2 separate regions of the Mus musculus genome follow, and region 1 is linked to region 2. Evidence: chromatin contacts called from public promoter capture Hi-C data. All regions are on one chromosome and are shown on one strand. Each heading gives the region's core, a stretch centred on a gene start, on an enhancer-like site or on the middle of the called end of the contact. The rest is flanking DNA. Distances are from core to core; before and after follow the strand shown. Region 1 overlaps Rad54b (RAD54 homolog B (S. cerevisiae)). Region 2 holds the start of Rad54b (RAD54 homolog B (S. cerevisiae)).

What was found. Promoter capture Hi-C pulls out the DNA fragments that hold promoters and counts their contacts.
Region 1: a contact with region 2 is called in a promoter capture Hi-C map of liver. The contact joins the enhancer-like site here to the promoter of Rad54b in region 2. A contact is called at or near these places in 11 of 39 promoter capture datasets (the 3T3-L1 cell line, 3T3-L1-derived adipocytes, the C10 cell line and 6 more), 3 of 15 datasets of contacts at CTCF or cohesin (the G1E-ER4 cell line, embryonic stem cells and pro-B cells), 77 of 484 Hi-C or Micro-C datasets (3T3-L1-derived adipocytes, B cells, the Ba/F3 cell line and 36 more), 12 of 115 datasets of contacts at active chromatin or transcription factors (CD8 T cells, the SCID.adh cell line, astrocytes and 5 more) and 4 of 9 other capture datasets (adipose tissue, embryonic stem cells, liver and 1 more).

Annotation. Positions count from the first base shown.
Region 1 is chr4:11,605,023-11,611,585 of GRCm38.p6, reverse strand. Rad54b (RAD54 homolog B (S. cerevisiae)) reads right to left here. Exons shown (of 15, transcript NM_001039556.3): 10 at 5,250-5,540; 11 at 2,117-2,292; 12 at 1,021-1,282. It overlaps Gm11832 (predicted gene 11832), which reads left to right. Exons shown (of 3, transcript NR_166636.1): 3 at 204-448. Among named protein-coding and RNA genes, the nearest start is that of Gm11832, 6.7 kb to the left of the region's middle. Within about 2 kb of position 2,140, at least 33 of the 459 cell types and tissues checked have an H3K27ac peak or open chromatin away from gene starts, as enhancers often do. A contact at or near this core is called in the G1E-ER4 cell line, Th1 cells, Th2 cells and 6 more, where this site is marked.
Region 2 is chr4:11,555,538-11,562,808 of GRCm38.p6, reverse strand. It overlaps Rad54b (RAD54 homolog B (S. cerevisiae)), which reads right to left and starts at 3,889. Exons shown (of 15, transcript NM_001039556.3): 1 at 3,796-3,889. LOC115489931 (predicted GPI-anchored protein 58) reads left to right here and starts at 2,990. Exons shown (of 3, transcript XM_030253962.1): 1 at 2,990-3,005; 2 at 3,517-3,966. The coding sequence starts at 2,990. It overlaps Gm35693 (a long non-coding RNA gene), which reads left to right and starts at 3,983. Exons shown (of 3, transcript XR_390401.4): 1 at 3,983-4,134; 2 at 4,778-4,895; 3 at 5,156-5,357.

The DNA.
Region 1 (6,563 bases), core at 891-3,390, 51 kb before region 2:
AAATTTTAAAGAGTGCCCCTCCCAAAACCACCTAAGAATCATTAAAGGCCTGTCTCTGCTCTGCCCGCAGGCAGCCGGGGATCCTGAGGTCAGGTTACTCCCCTCCCCCAACTCCTCTGTCCTACTGAAACGTAGGTCTTTGTGTCCGCCCGCCCACACTCAGTGCAGTTGTATGTCTACCATCATCCTTCATCTCTCCTCAGGCTGACCATCACACCCAGCTTCATGTGGTGTGACTCTGACCTCTGGAGGGAAGACGATCGAAGGACTCATCAGGCTGTCGTGGAGGCACTAATGTTACAGAACCAGCTCGCAGCAGAAGCTCTGGACACCAAACCTTGGGTGAAGTCCTTTAGCTGGCACTGTCCCTCACTGGTGCTGAGAATTAACTACTGTTTATAAAGCTCTGAGTGGAGAGGGGATGGAGTTCGTGCCTCGTCCCTCCTGATCCCTGCCTTATGTGTTTGCTGATTTTAGTGTCCGTGTAAAACATTGAATGAGCACAGGTGCTTTCCTCCGTTCTCGGAGGCCTAGTAAGTCACAAACTCCATGGCTGTCTCGGGATCCCTTAATGAAATGCCAACTGAGGTAGAAATCTATCTGTTAAAACCTTAAGAAAACATAAGAGTAGTCTGTACACTGAAAAACCCTGGTCTTCTCCACAAAGTTTCCTAACGAAATTAATGTTGTAGTCTTACTGCAACCTCCACGAGTCAATCATGGCTCCACAACTGTCATCCCCAGTGGTCATGAACACCCTGCAAGTTAGCTGTACAGTGTGACCTGAAGCTTGGGTTTGAATTCTCACACTGGAAGGAGAACAAATCTCTCCACATGTAGAAAACATAGGCTACTAATATCCATATGGGAGATGCTGTGAAGATTAAACAGACAGTGAGTGGAAAGCACGCAGCAGAGCACTGGGTACAAAACCAGAGCCCAACACAACAGCTATTAACACACCATCATCACAGCTGTGCTTCTGGACGTTCATAGTGTCATCTTAATGCATAGTCCTACCTGGATATCAGTAGCTGGGTTCCAATCGATATCATAGAGAATTAAGTGAGATCCTCCAATGAGATTAAGTCCCACACCACCAGCTTTTGAACTTAATAAAAAAATAAAATCAGTAGAGTATTTACTATTGAAACTATCAACAATGTGCTGCCTTTGAGAGACTGGTGTTTGGCCATCAAGTCTTGCACAAGCATATCCATGACGCTTACATACTTCTTCTAGAACATTCAAGGTTTGTCTGTAGTTGGATACCAAAATCACTCTGTCAACCAAAAACAAAACGTCATTACATTATGTTTTAAAGCAGTAGCCTGGATTGTTTTCTATGTGAAGGACAATAGTAACCCTGATATCACAGTGGCAGCATTGAACAACTAACCACAGGGACTCCTCCCTTCTCCTTTGAAGTCCTTATCTAAACTTCCAGTCTTAAGATGCTAGAACAAAGACCTTGCCTCCCTCATCTCTGATGTCACCCTAAAAAGGAGCACAGTAAACAAAATACAAGAAAAAAAATTTCAAACTCTATCAAATAAACAAGGAAATGTTTATATGCAAAAGTAAAAGGAGAAAAGTAAGACAGGGGCTGGCTGCCTTAAAAGAGCAGCAGGAAAAGAAATAGACACAGAATGGGCTCCAGCAGCAATCAACACAGAGTGTTCACACCTCACAGCCTTTTCAGTGTTAATCGTGTGTGTGTGTGTGTGTGTGTGTGTGTGTGTGTGTGTGTGTGTGTGTGTGTACATACACACATGTTGAGTACAGGTCCCCACAGGGGCCAGAAGAGGATGTCAGATTCCCCTGCAGGGACCCGGTATGGGTTCTGGAAACCAAACTCAGGTCCTCTGGAAAGGAGTATGTTCTCAACCGCAGAGCAATCTCACCAGCCCAAACACTGTAAAATCTCACTGAGGCTCCTCAGAAGCAAAGACTGTAGAGCATCAGTACACAGAAGCCCAGGTCTCACCTCCATGTGACTAGAGGACTTGCAAAAATTGATTCTTTGGAGAAAGTAAAGCAAAGGCCCTAAGTCCCCGAGAGACTGTGGAGGCAGGGCAGGGACAGACGGCAGCAGAATGGCTAGACGCTGGCTTACTTCTCAGTGGGACGAAGTTCATGGATCACTGCCAGGAGCTTGACTAACACCTGTAGTTTTCCTGACTCTTCCTCAGAGAACTGCAGAGGGTTGTAGCCAGCAGGGAACACAGACAGCAAGCCTTGGCATAGATTTCTTTCTTCATTTTCCTCACAACTTGAGCTAAATTCTTTGCCCTGTTCAAATATGAGTTAATATGCGTTCACATTTACTGTTTTAATAAGTAAGGAGCAAAACTTACAGGGGATTTACTTCCAAGCCAACTGTGAAGGAAATCTTTGTAGGTCACAATTACCACTTTTCAAGCAGTCCCATGCTCCCTGCACAGTTCATAGGCCTTTCCAAAGCCCTGTCACTCCCCTATCAATATCCTCACTTCCTGTCACTCCCCTATCACTCCCTATCAATACCCTAACTCCCTGGCACTCCCCTATCAATACCCTCACTCCCTGTCACTCCCTATCAATACCCTCACTCCCTGTCACTCCCTATCAATACCCTCACTCCCTGGCACTTCCTATCAATACCCTCACTCCCTGGCATCCTCATCAATACTCTCTCTCCTTTTCACTGTCTCCTCTCCTACTACTTTTTCTCTTGATTTGTAAGTGGCTCATTACATTTTCCAGATGACAAACCAAAACTAGACAAGTTGCCTGAGTCATAAGTCATATCAGTTTCTTCATAAGAAGTAATGATGTCATCAAAAGGCTACTAGAGAAATCTTATAACACAGTGTGCTTATATAACTAGAATTTGTGGTGGAGGGATATGCTGGATATTGAACCCAGGGTCCCCATTTTAACTCCAATTACTTTTATTCCAAAATGATTATAGGCACCTCTGAAATTCTTTCTTTAAAATGCCTAGTTGACATAGAAATAGATGAATTTAGAGTGACCCTGATGACAACCCCTGTTGGGGTAAATGGTCAGGACTGGCGAGTCTCTCTCCTCTCCCAAGTTGAAGGATCCTCTCCTTTTCTGGAACTTTGTTAACCTACAGCACTGCCTGCCTGAAAGACTTCTTCCTTTTCTGCTGTTATCTCAGGTCGAAAAAGAACTGGGGGCCTGATGCAAAAATCATCGACTCATTCAGAGCCCTTTCCTCTTTCAGAGTCTCACCCTAGACACCAGGCTGGCCTGCAGCTCTCTATGAAGTCTAAACTGGCCTTGAACTCAGAGATCACCTGTCTCTGCTTCTTGAGTGCTGAAATTAAAGGCATGAGCCAACACTACTGGACAGGTTTGTTTTGGTTTGGTTTTTATGCACACTATATTCATCTTTGACCTTATTTACCTGAGCAGCTAACTACATTTTAAACTCCCCTTATATTCCTTTTTTAGTAGTACTGGACAAACCTTTCTGGGTACATATTTAATTGTAATTTGGCTTTCAACAAGGAAAAAACAATGCCTAGGTAAAGTCACTTGATTAAATATCTGTAGAACTTCATGCCCAAAGGGTTTAATTGTTACCACTGTATATAGAACCTGTTTCTTTAAAAGTTGCTTAATAAATTGTTATAATCCAGCTTTCTGTAGTTACACAAAGCTCACTCCCATAATAAACTAAGTAAATAGGATCCACTATAGGATAAACTTGGAGAACTTTGTCCCAACACTCTATTATAATTAATGATCTCATATATAAGTTAGCACCCACAGCTTTTGTTTGGGAAGGTTATTTGTGAGCATATTTTGGTTTTACTGTCTAAATAATTGAATACAAGTTTTCCATGATGAGCAGGGAAATATCATTAACGGTTACTGTGCAATTTCTTTAACTAGGCATGGAAGAATTACTAGGTTCTTCCCATCATTTCTTGTTAAACAACGATGTCATTGTTAGCTCTGCATTCCAGACAAGACAACCAATGCTTATAGATACAGCTTAAGTACAAACTTTGCCAAAAGTTAAAGCATTAGACCTGGGAACTGTTGTGCACACCTACAATCCTAGCTGCTGGCAAGTCAGGAAAGTAGAATCGGAACCCAGGGTCAGGCTCAGCTGCATATGGACATCACGGCCAAGCTGAGCTGCAGGAGACGCTCTCAGAAGAACAACAGGTCCAATTTAAGGAGCTGATAGCAGTTCTAATCTCAAAACTCCTTACCATGCCACAGACTGCTTTATGATATTAAATATGCAAACAGCTGACTCAACTATGTCATCATTCAAACTCACACCTATAGACAGAATATAATTTGGGAAATGTTCAAGAAAAAGGCTACACATAAATATCTCTGAATCCCTATTTTGTTTGTTTGATCCCCCCAACCCTCCCGCCTTTCTGAGTTTCTCAGTTTAGCCCAGGCTGTCTTGGAACTTATTCTATAGACCAGGCTGGCCTAAAATTCAGAGTCTTGCCTGCCTCTGCCTCTGCCTCTACCTCCCGAGTATTGAGATTAAAGTCGTGTACCACAAAACTAGGAACAGAAGCTAAGCACAGTGGAAGGTACTTCCTGTCCTGGTTATTCTGAAGTCTGAAGCGGGGGATTCGTTAAAGAACCCAGTAAGATAATACTAACCTACACAAAACAGCAAGACCCTCTCTTAACAAAAATAGATGACAGTAATAGTACTTATTCCAGATACTTGCATAAAGAATAAAACCAGAAAAGCACTTTATTTTTGGTATACAGAAAATACTTAATAACTATTAGCTAGTACTATTAATAATATACCAAAATGTGGTTCTGCCAGTTGGAGACTGTATAATGATTTTTATTTTTATTTTTGTTTCTGTTCTGCAACAGAATCTTACTCTGTAGCCCAGGCCAACCTCAAGATCAAGGCAATTCTCCCTCTACCTCCCACAGCTCCACACCAGTTGTTAATTTTCTTTTTGTGGGTTTTCTGAATTTTCCAAATTTTCTGCAACAGTTATGTATTAACTTTATAAAAAGAAAAATAAATTATTTTAATGCTCAGTTCTGTGTCTGTTATAGTATCACAAAAACCAAATGAGTATATTAACATAAATTAGGAAGGGAGAGGCCACGGCAAAGGCTGGTGGTTCTACGACAGAACCACACGGGAGCCACACAGGGGGGCAGCCTCACAAATCCCACGTCAGGGCCCAGCACTCAGGCTTCTGGGCTCCCAAGCCACACGGCCCTCGGCCACTCACCTTCACAGAGCTGAACAAGAGGCAAGGGTGGTTGCACAGCTTCTTTAGGGCCCCTATGCAGATGAGGTGAGCACTATTTTCCAATAGTCCTTGCAAACAGAACCTCACAGACTGAGAGCGCAGCAGCTTTCGGTAAAGTTCAATCTGCAATGCTCCTGGTCGGCAAAAGACTACATTCTCTATCTTAGGCGGGAGATATTTATTGATGACTTCCTGAGTTCTTCTAAGGATAAAACGTCCAGTGAGGCGCGTGAGCTCAGTTGCTCTTCTCTCCCCTAACTCTCTCTCTTCCTATAGAGAAAGGAGCAGACTTAAAAAATGGTTATATACAAGAATACCTGTAATTATGATTACAATGAACACTAAATATTATGGAATTATAAAGCATCATTAATTATTTCTATCAGATTTTAGGGGGAGAAAGTGGTGGCTTCTGAGACAAAGTCTCAGATTTTAGACTGCTTGCCCACATGCAAGAAGCCCAAGGTTTGCTCTACTTAGCACCTAATAAAGCTGTGTCTTTGGCACATATCTGTATTCCCTGCACTGAGGATATGGGTGGGTCAGTTCAAAGTCAGCCTGAGCTATAGGAGACTATTTCCAAAGCAAACTTTTTTGGTGGGGGAGGATTGTTTGTTTGGTGTGGGGTGTGGGGTGCATGAGATAGGAACTTACTATTATGCAGCTCTGGCTATTGTAGCAGTCTCTATGCAAACCAGGCTGCAGGCTGCTGGCCTTGAACCTGCAGAGTGTGTGTGTGTGTGTGTGTGTGTGTGTGTGTGTGTGTGTGTGTGTGTGGTGTGTGTGTGGTAGGTGTGTGGGTGGGTGTGTGTGTGTGTGTGTGTGTGTGTGTGTGGTGTGTGTGTGTGTGTGTGTGTGTGTGTGTGTGTATGGGTGTGCACACATGTATGTTAAATACAATCATACTTTGCAGCTCAACCTCCCCTAGAATTTGCAGCAATCTGCCTCAACCTCTAGGATGCTTTCCTTACATTTTTAATCATATCCTCTTTAGAGATATATAGAATGGTATATCTTGGATTTAATAATATACAGTATACTGGGGCTGGAGAGATGGCTCAGCGGTTGAGAGCACTGACTGCTCTTCTGAAGGTCCTGAGTTCAAATCTCAGCAACCACATGGCAGCTCACAACCATCTGTAATGAGATCTGGCGCCCTCTTCTGGAGTGTCTGAAGACAGCTACAGTGTTCTTACTTATAATAAATAAATCTTAAAAAAAATATAATATACAGTATATAAATGAATACCAAAATTTTATTCTTCCAGACATACTGCTCTTTAAAAAATAATC
Region 2 (7,271 bases), core at 2,640-5,139:
TAATAAAATAAATAAATAAATACAACACACGATAACAACAATCATGTCTGCTTTCTTCACCATTATTGTAACGGTTTGAATAAGAATGGTCCTCATAGGCTCATGTAATTGAATAGAGTGATGGAACTGCTTGGGCAGGATTAGTAGGTGTGGCCTTATTGGAGGAGCTGTTCCATTGAGGCTGGGCTATTTCAAAAGCCAGCCCCATTCCTCTGTCTTTCTTTCTGTGGATGAAAATCCAGAAGTCCTCAGCTACTGCTCCCCTGGGGACACACCAGCCTGCCTACTACCATGCCCCCCCTGCATGGTGGTCATAAGCTCTAACCCTCTGGAACTGTACTGCCCAAACTGCATGTTCTTTGTATATAAATTGCCTTGGTAACTATGATGATTCTTGGTTGTCGACCTAACTATATCTAGAATTAACTAAAAGCCAAGTGGCTGGTCCAACTGTGAGGAATTTTTTTTCTTAATTAAATCATGGGAAGTAGGAAGCCCACATTTAATCTTGAGATTCTGAAGTGGAAATAGAGACCTTTAATCCAGATCTTTTGAAGAACACACCTTCTAGCGGCAGCTTATACAAAGGACATGGAAGAAGGAAGCTTGCTTTCTTTTCACCGCTCTTTCTCCCTGGCTAGTTCATCCCTTCACTCACATTCCAGCCTACTCCTTCAAGATTTCAGCACATAACGAAGACCTGCTGAGACATCCCTCTTACGAATGTGTGTGCGTGCATGTGTGTGTGTGTGTGTGTGTGTGTGTGCGCGCGCGCGCGTGCACACGTGTGTCATATATGCAGTCAGTACTTCACTGCAACCCTTGCCAAGCATATAGTTACCAAAATCATTTGATTAATTCAGAAATATAATTTTATTCTAAGAAAGTATCAAAAATATGCTTAAATGATTCTGTATGTTAGTACCACTTGTCCATAAACAAATACTAGATGAATAAATCATCACACGCCATGCTCACAACCGAATACAGTCTTCACCAACTCCTAAACTTCTAAGTCTTTACTGCAGCTCCTCCATCTAGACATGTTCTCTTTTCCTTGGGGCTTTGACCACTCCTTCCTCTGTATGAGGTTGAAATGCTTTTCTACCTTATCCTTAGAGCATTCTGTACCTCCCAACTACCAGCTTAGGCTCCTCAAATATGTGCACTAGCTAGGCACTTTCCATGAGGCAATAAAATCTGTCCCATTGTTTCCCACAGATATAAACTTTAGAAATTGATCTAAAAATATAAATCCAAGCTGGTGGTAACTATGGCACACGACTTTAATGCCAGAACACAGGAGGCAGAGGCAGAGGCAGGTGGATCTCTGCTAGTTCTACAGAGCTAGTTCCAAGATGGCCAGGGCTACAAAGAGAAACCCTGTCTCGAAACACACACACACACACACACACACACACACACACACACACACGGCTTCAAACTCTGAAAATCTGAGAGCCAATTATTAGTACCACAAATAGAATATTCCTTCTCACTTAGTCTAATATAGCAAGTCATAGTCACATTTACAAGGACACCAAAAATATTACATAATATTATTACTTGGGGCCTGTAAACTGGACTGGCAGTTAAAGGCATTTGTCACCAAGTCTGATTACCTGTTTAATCTCCAGGACTAAGGTGTGGCAAAAAGGAAGACCCAACCTCCACAAGTTGTTCTCTGACCTCTGCTGGCACATCATAGTACACACACACACCCTCACACACAAACAAAACAAGCAAATGTAAAATCGTTAACTTTAAAATTTTTTTCTTTGGGCCTATATACATAAGGTTTATATAAATAAAACAAATGAATTGTTGGGCTGGCAAGATGGCTGGCTCAGTGGGTAAAGACAAGCCTGGTGACCAAGAAGCCTGAATTCAATCTCTGGAATCCATATATGTGGTGGAAGAAGAGAACCAACTCCCACCAGTTGTCCTCTAATTTTATACATGCATCATGGCACAGGCATACCCACACACACATAGACAAACACACACACACACAACGTGTAAGTAAAATTTTAAGAAATATAAATGAATTTCATGATAAGACCAGCAAAATATGTGCTATAACATTAACACTGATTATCTCCGCATGTTAGATTAAAATGTGATTTTTATTCTGAGTTCTTTTCAAACTTCAAATTTCCCACAAAGACAATGTTATCTTTATAACAAACTACACTGGTTAAATATATCATATTTTGTTAAATCTAAAATGCCATAAATTTTCAAATATGGCATTATTTTATATCCACCATTGCATTGAAAGCTATTCTCAATTTCATTAATGTTAAAATGAAATACATTAACTATCTGATGCAAATTTTAACTCATTTAAAAGATTTGGGTGGACGTCATGCTCTGTGGTTTCTTCAAATACAAACCATCACTACAAGCACAACCTTAAAGCAAATTATGAAACTGGTGCTTTGTTGATCTAATTTGTTGATGCATTTAAAAGTAAACTACAGGGGCTGGAGAGATGGCTCAGCGGGTAAGAGCACTGACTACTCTTCCAGAGGTCCTGAGTTCAATTCCCAGCAACCACATGGTGGCTCACAACCATCTGTCATGGGATCTGATGCCCTCTTCTGGTGTGTCTGAAGACAGCTACAGTGTACATAAAATAAATCTTTTTTTTAAAAAGGTGAACTACAGAAATTAGTTTATTTCCCAAAACATATTAGCATCTTTACTAGTTTGTTTTGTTTTCTAGGACAAGGGCTCTCTATAGATCCTAGACTGGCTCTGAACTTGAGATCTTCCATCTCCGACCGGCTCTAGCTGGTTTGTAAACTAGTTTTGCTGAGACCTTTTTTACAGGCCCTAGATGTAAAGCCACTTGGCAGCTCTATTGAAATGCTGCGATTTCTGAGGCTTGTAACACGCTACGGCTGAGATTAGGTCTCCCAAGGAAAACGGCCAGCCCAGGCTGATATCTGGAGCACATCATGTTTGCCTTAATAACTGTGCACCAATGACCTTCCCAGCAGGTGATTCTGCAGTTAGCTTAAATCCGTGTCTCCTCTTGTGTCTTATTCACTCTTAATCACACTCAAGCATACGACTATGCAACGGTGAGATTAATTTAAGAATTCAGAACAAAGCTTGACACACAGTACTCAAATACTTTCTGTAATATTATTACTTATAATTACTGTTGCCTGTTTAATCCACAAAATCCTATGAAATCAGAAACAACAAAGGTCCCAGGAGAGGAAAGACAAGAGGGATTATAGAATCATAGCCAGAATCTCTGCCTTCCTCTGGACTACATGGGGAAGAGGGTGTGGCAACTTCTAGGATGCAAGAAAATAAATAAAACTCCAACAGCTAGCAACAGGCCTTGCTATTTCTGCTTTTTGGCTTCCAGCCACGTTGGGTAATAAGATTTCCATTTCATACTGTAAATTCCCCTTAGACTTTGGGACTCCAATCTACCTACCTACAAAATCCTCCATAATTAATGTAAATGGTGTGTTTTTGTTTGTTTGTTGAAACCAGGAGCGGAGAGAGGGCGAGAGAGAACTAGTGGGTGGGTAATTCGCCTAGGGGAGGTGCTAGATGGTTCCACAAGCTCTTGGCTGACACCTGATGTTCTCTGGCCCCAGGCGGCCTCGGGGGCCGTGGCCTCCGAGATCGCTCGGCCCGCAGGACCCGCCCCCCTGCCCCCTGCCCAGCCAGCGAGGGCGCTCCCGCCGCCTCGCCCAGCTCCCCGGGACCCGCGCCATCCTGCACCAGGCCCCGCACGCGCCTCCCCGGGCCTCCGCTGCAGAGACCTACCCCGCAGGCTGACCGAAATCGCGAGCGCCCCGCAGCAGGTACCAACGCCTGCCGCCGACCAGCTCGAGCTTCCCGCCTTCCTACAGCCAACCACGGGCCGGGCGCCGAGCATGCGCACCACGGCGTGCAGTGCTGGTCCCGCCCCCGACTCTGATTGGACAACCGTTGCAGGTACCTTTGCACTTCCTTTTACGTGGGTCTAGGTTTGGTTCCGGTTGACTGCTAGATCTAAAACGAACCGATTTGGTTTCAGTCTTCAGGTCCTAGCTGAGGCGATAAGCCTCACAACTTAAATCAATAAATTAGGATTCGGATCATAGAAGTGTGTGCACCACTGAGGTACACGAAATCCTGTTACTCAAGTGACACTGAGCTACAGTAGTTGCAGCCCCTGTTTTACAAGCCCTTTTAAGGTCTAGGAGTATAAAAACAGATGCGTGATTATTGGACTCTCGTGAAAAGGAGAAGAGCTCCTTTAAACTTAAAAAAAAAAAGACACTATCTTAAAGTATTGTAGACAAGGTCTTGATAGACAAAGTCTTGCTGATCCTTCTGCTCTAAGAATTCTGGAGATAGATCCTTTGAAAAGAGAGAGTGGTTAAAGGTCATTCACTAGATTTTATACACGTTTGACAATTAAAATGCATCCTGTTCTGGTGTCTCTGGACACTGCACACATGAAGTACACCAACTTAAGTGCCTGCAAAACACCCATAGACATAAAACTTAAGTAGACCCTTCCTCCGAAAACAAGGTTTTTTAGAAACCTTTGACCAGTCTAACTTCAGAAGCCACCAGTGTTGTATATGACCGTTGTAAGATATTTAGTGATTTTTTTCTCTTAAGATGCACACACTCACACACACTCACTCACACAATTAGCGATGCAGTTTCTATTAAAGCCTTGCTTAAATCTACATTAACATCTCTTAACTCAAATTTGGCTTCCCACTGACTTCTGAAATTATTTTCTTTGGCAAAGTTAAGAAGCACAGCCTCATCTGAGCAGAGGTCTCTGGTGAGACCCCTCCGGCCGCTGCAGGTGGAAAGCTGTTGTTTGCTGCTACTATGGTGCCTCTCTTTCCACGGGGTGAAGTCAGGTATGCTGGCACACACTTATAATCCCAACACTCAGGAGGTTAAGGCAGAAGGATCACCATAAGAGAGCAGCCTGGGCTACATAGCAAGACTGTCTCAAAAAGCAAACAGGCAGACACATAAATAAGTAAATAGTCTTGTTAAAATGACATAGACACAAAAATTCTACGCATTAATGGGCACCATGAGACGCTTTTACTTGTGTATGTATTGTAATCAAGGTAAACACACCTACCGCTTTAAATTCTTATTTTTTTTTTAGGGTGAAAACTTTGGAAACCCTTCCTTCTGGCTTTTTGAGATATACTGTACAACTCTCTCTGCAGTCACCCTGCTATGCAACCTCGTGCTAAAATTCTTCTAGCTTTCTGAGTGTGAACTAAAGTTTCTTCTTCATAGTTAGCATTTCACTTCATCTGAAAAGCTACAGGTACAAAGATTAAATATGGACATTTTTCTATGGCTTATTTGTATCTCATGTGCACTGCTGCTTTGCCTGCATACATGCCTGTGTGAGGGTGTCAGAAGCCCTGGAACTGGAGTCACTGACAGGTGTGAGGTACCATGTGGGTGCTGGCAATTAAACCCAGGTTCTCTGCAAGAGCAGCCAGTGCTCTTAACTGCTGAGCCATCTCTCTAGCCCCTTTATAAACATTTAAATATAGGCGTTTTGTTTTTTAAGTTCAGTCAGTAGCAGTTTTAAGTACAAAGCAAACAATGTAATAAGGTTCTCTATCCCCTTTCCACTACACACACACACACACACACACACACACACACACACACACACTCACCTAGACAAAGTATCACTGTGCAGCCCAGGCTGACCTAGAACTCCCTATGTAGACCAGGCTGGCCTTGAACTCACAGAGATCCACCTGCCTCTGCCTCCCTGAGTACTGGGATTAAAGGCATGCACTACTACACTTTGGTTTTTAAAGGCAGTGTGGCCCAGAACTGTTAAGAGAAGAGCAATACAGCAGGCTGGTTTGTCAAAGGAGCGGACACATAACAGCCATTCAGAAATGATGTTTATTAGAGAAAGGGCCTTGCCATGAGGGGCTCCCAGTGGAGGAGCACGACAAAGGCCGCAGTACAATGTACCAGAAACAACATGAAGGAAAACAGAAGCTTTCCCCTAAAGCCTGGAGAACTTCATTGCAATGGATAGCTCAGGATAGCTCAGGATAAGAGTAAGGGAGAGCCATCCTGGACAGAATAATGTAATAAGGGAGGCCCCCAGGAAGAAAGCTTTCAGAGAAAATCCCCCAAAGAAGAGGAGATCTGACCTTTATAATTAGTGCAGAGGGGAATGTGGGGAGGCTGGTGTGAAGTTTCACACCACCCGATTTGGTTTGGGACTGCCTACGTGGGTAAGAGCATAAACTGGCCGGGCAGTGGGGGTGCACGCCTTTAATCCCAGCACTTGGGAGGCAGAGGCAGGCAGATTTCTGAGTTCAAGGCCAGCCTGGTCTACAGAGTGAGTTCCAGGACAGCCAGGGCTACACAGAGAAACCCTGTCTCAAAAAAAACAAAAACAAAACAACAACAACAAAAAGAACATAAACTGGAGGCTGCAAAATCATAGTACAAACTGCTTAACTCTGTGCTAGGAAGAGAGCTGGAGGTGGGATGTAGGGCATCGGATTTCTTCAGGCTGTCCCTGGCCTCCTGCAGTGACCAGCTTCATAAAAGGGAACTAAGATTGATTTAACAAAGCCAATACTCAGCAGTTGTATTAAGTTGCCCAAGCAAACCTTGAATTTACAATCCTCCTGCCTCAGCCCCCATGCCTGACTCTAGTCACTTCAAAATACATCACACAGTACCACCGACTTTGTGCTATAGAAAATCAAACTAACCCTTCTTCCTGCAGCTCCACATTTCTCTTTTTGTTTTGTTTTTTTGTTTTGCTTTGTTTTGTTTTTTGCTGTTGTTGCTGGGGGGTTTTTTGTTGTTGTTTTTTGGGTTTTTTGTTTGGTTGGTTGGTTGGTTTGGTTTGGTTTTTCGAGACAGGGTTTCTCTGTGTAGCCCTGGCTGTCCTGGAACTCACTCTGTAGACCAAGCTGGCCTCAAACTCAGAAATCCACCTGCCTCTGCCTCCAGAGTGCTGGGATCAAAGGTGTGTGCCACACGCCCAGCTTGGCTCAGCTCAGCATTTCTACTGGCCTGAATTTGGACATGTGCTTTCAGTCTCTTTGCACTGCCCTATCTGTCTCTTAGCCACTACATTGAACTCTGAGTTGCCCAGCTTTCCATTAATATTCCTGTAGTGTGTCTCTTCTAACTCATACTTCCTCCCCACCACATACAGTCTTAGCTGTCTTATATTTCAGAATGTATGTTGGCTTGTTGTTTGGTTTGATTTTTTTCAAGTC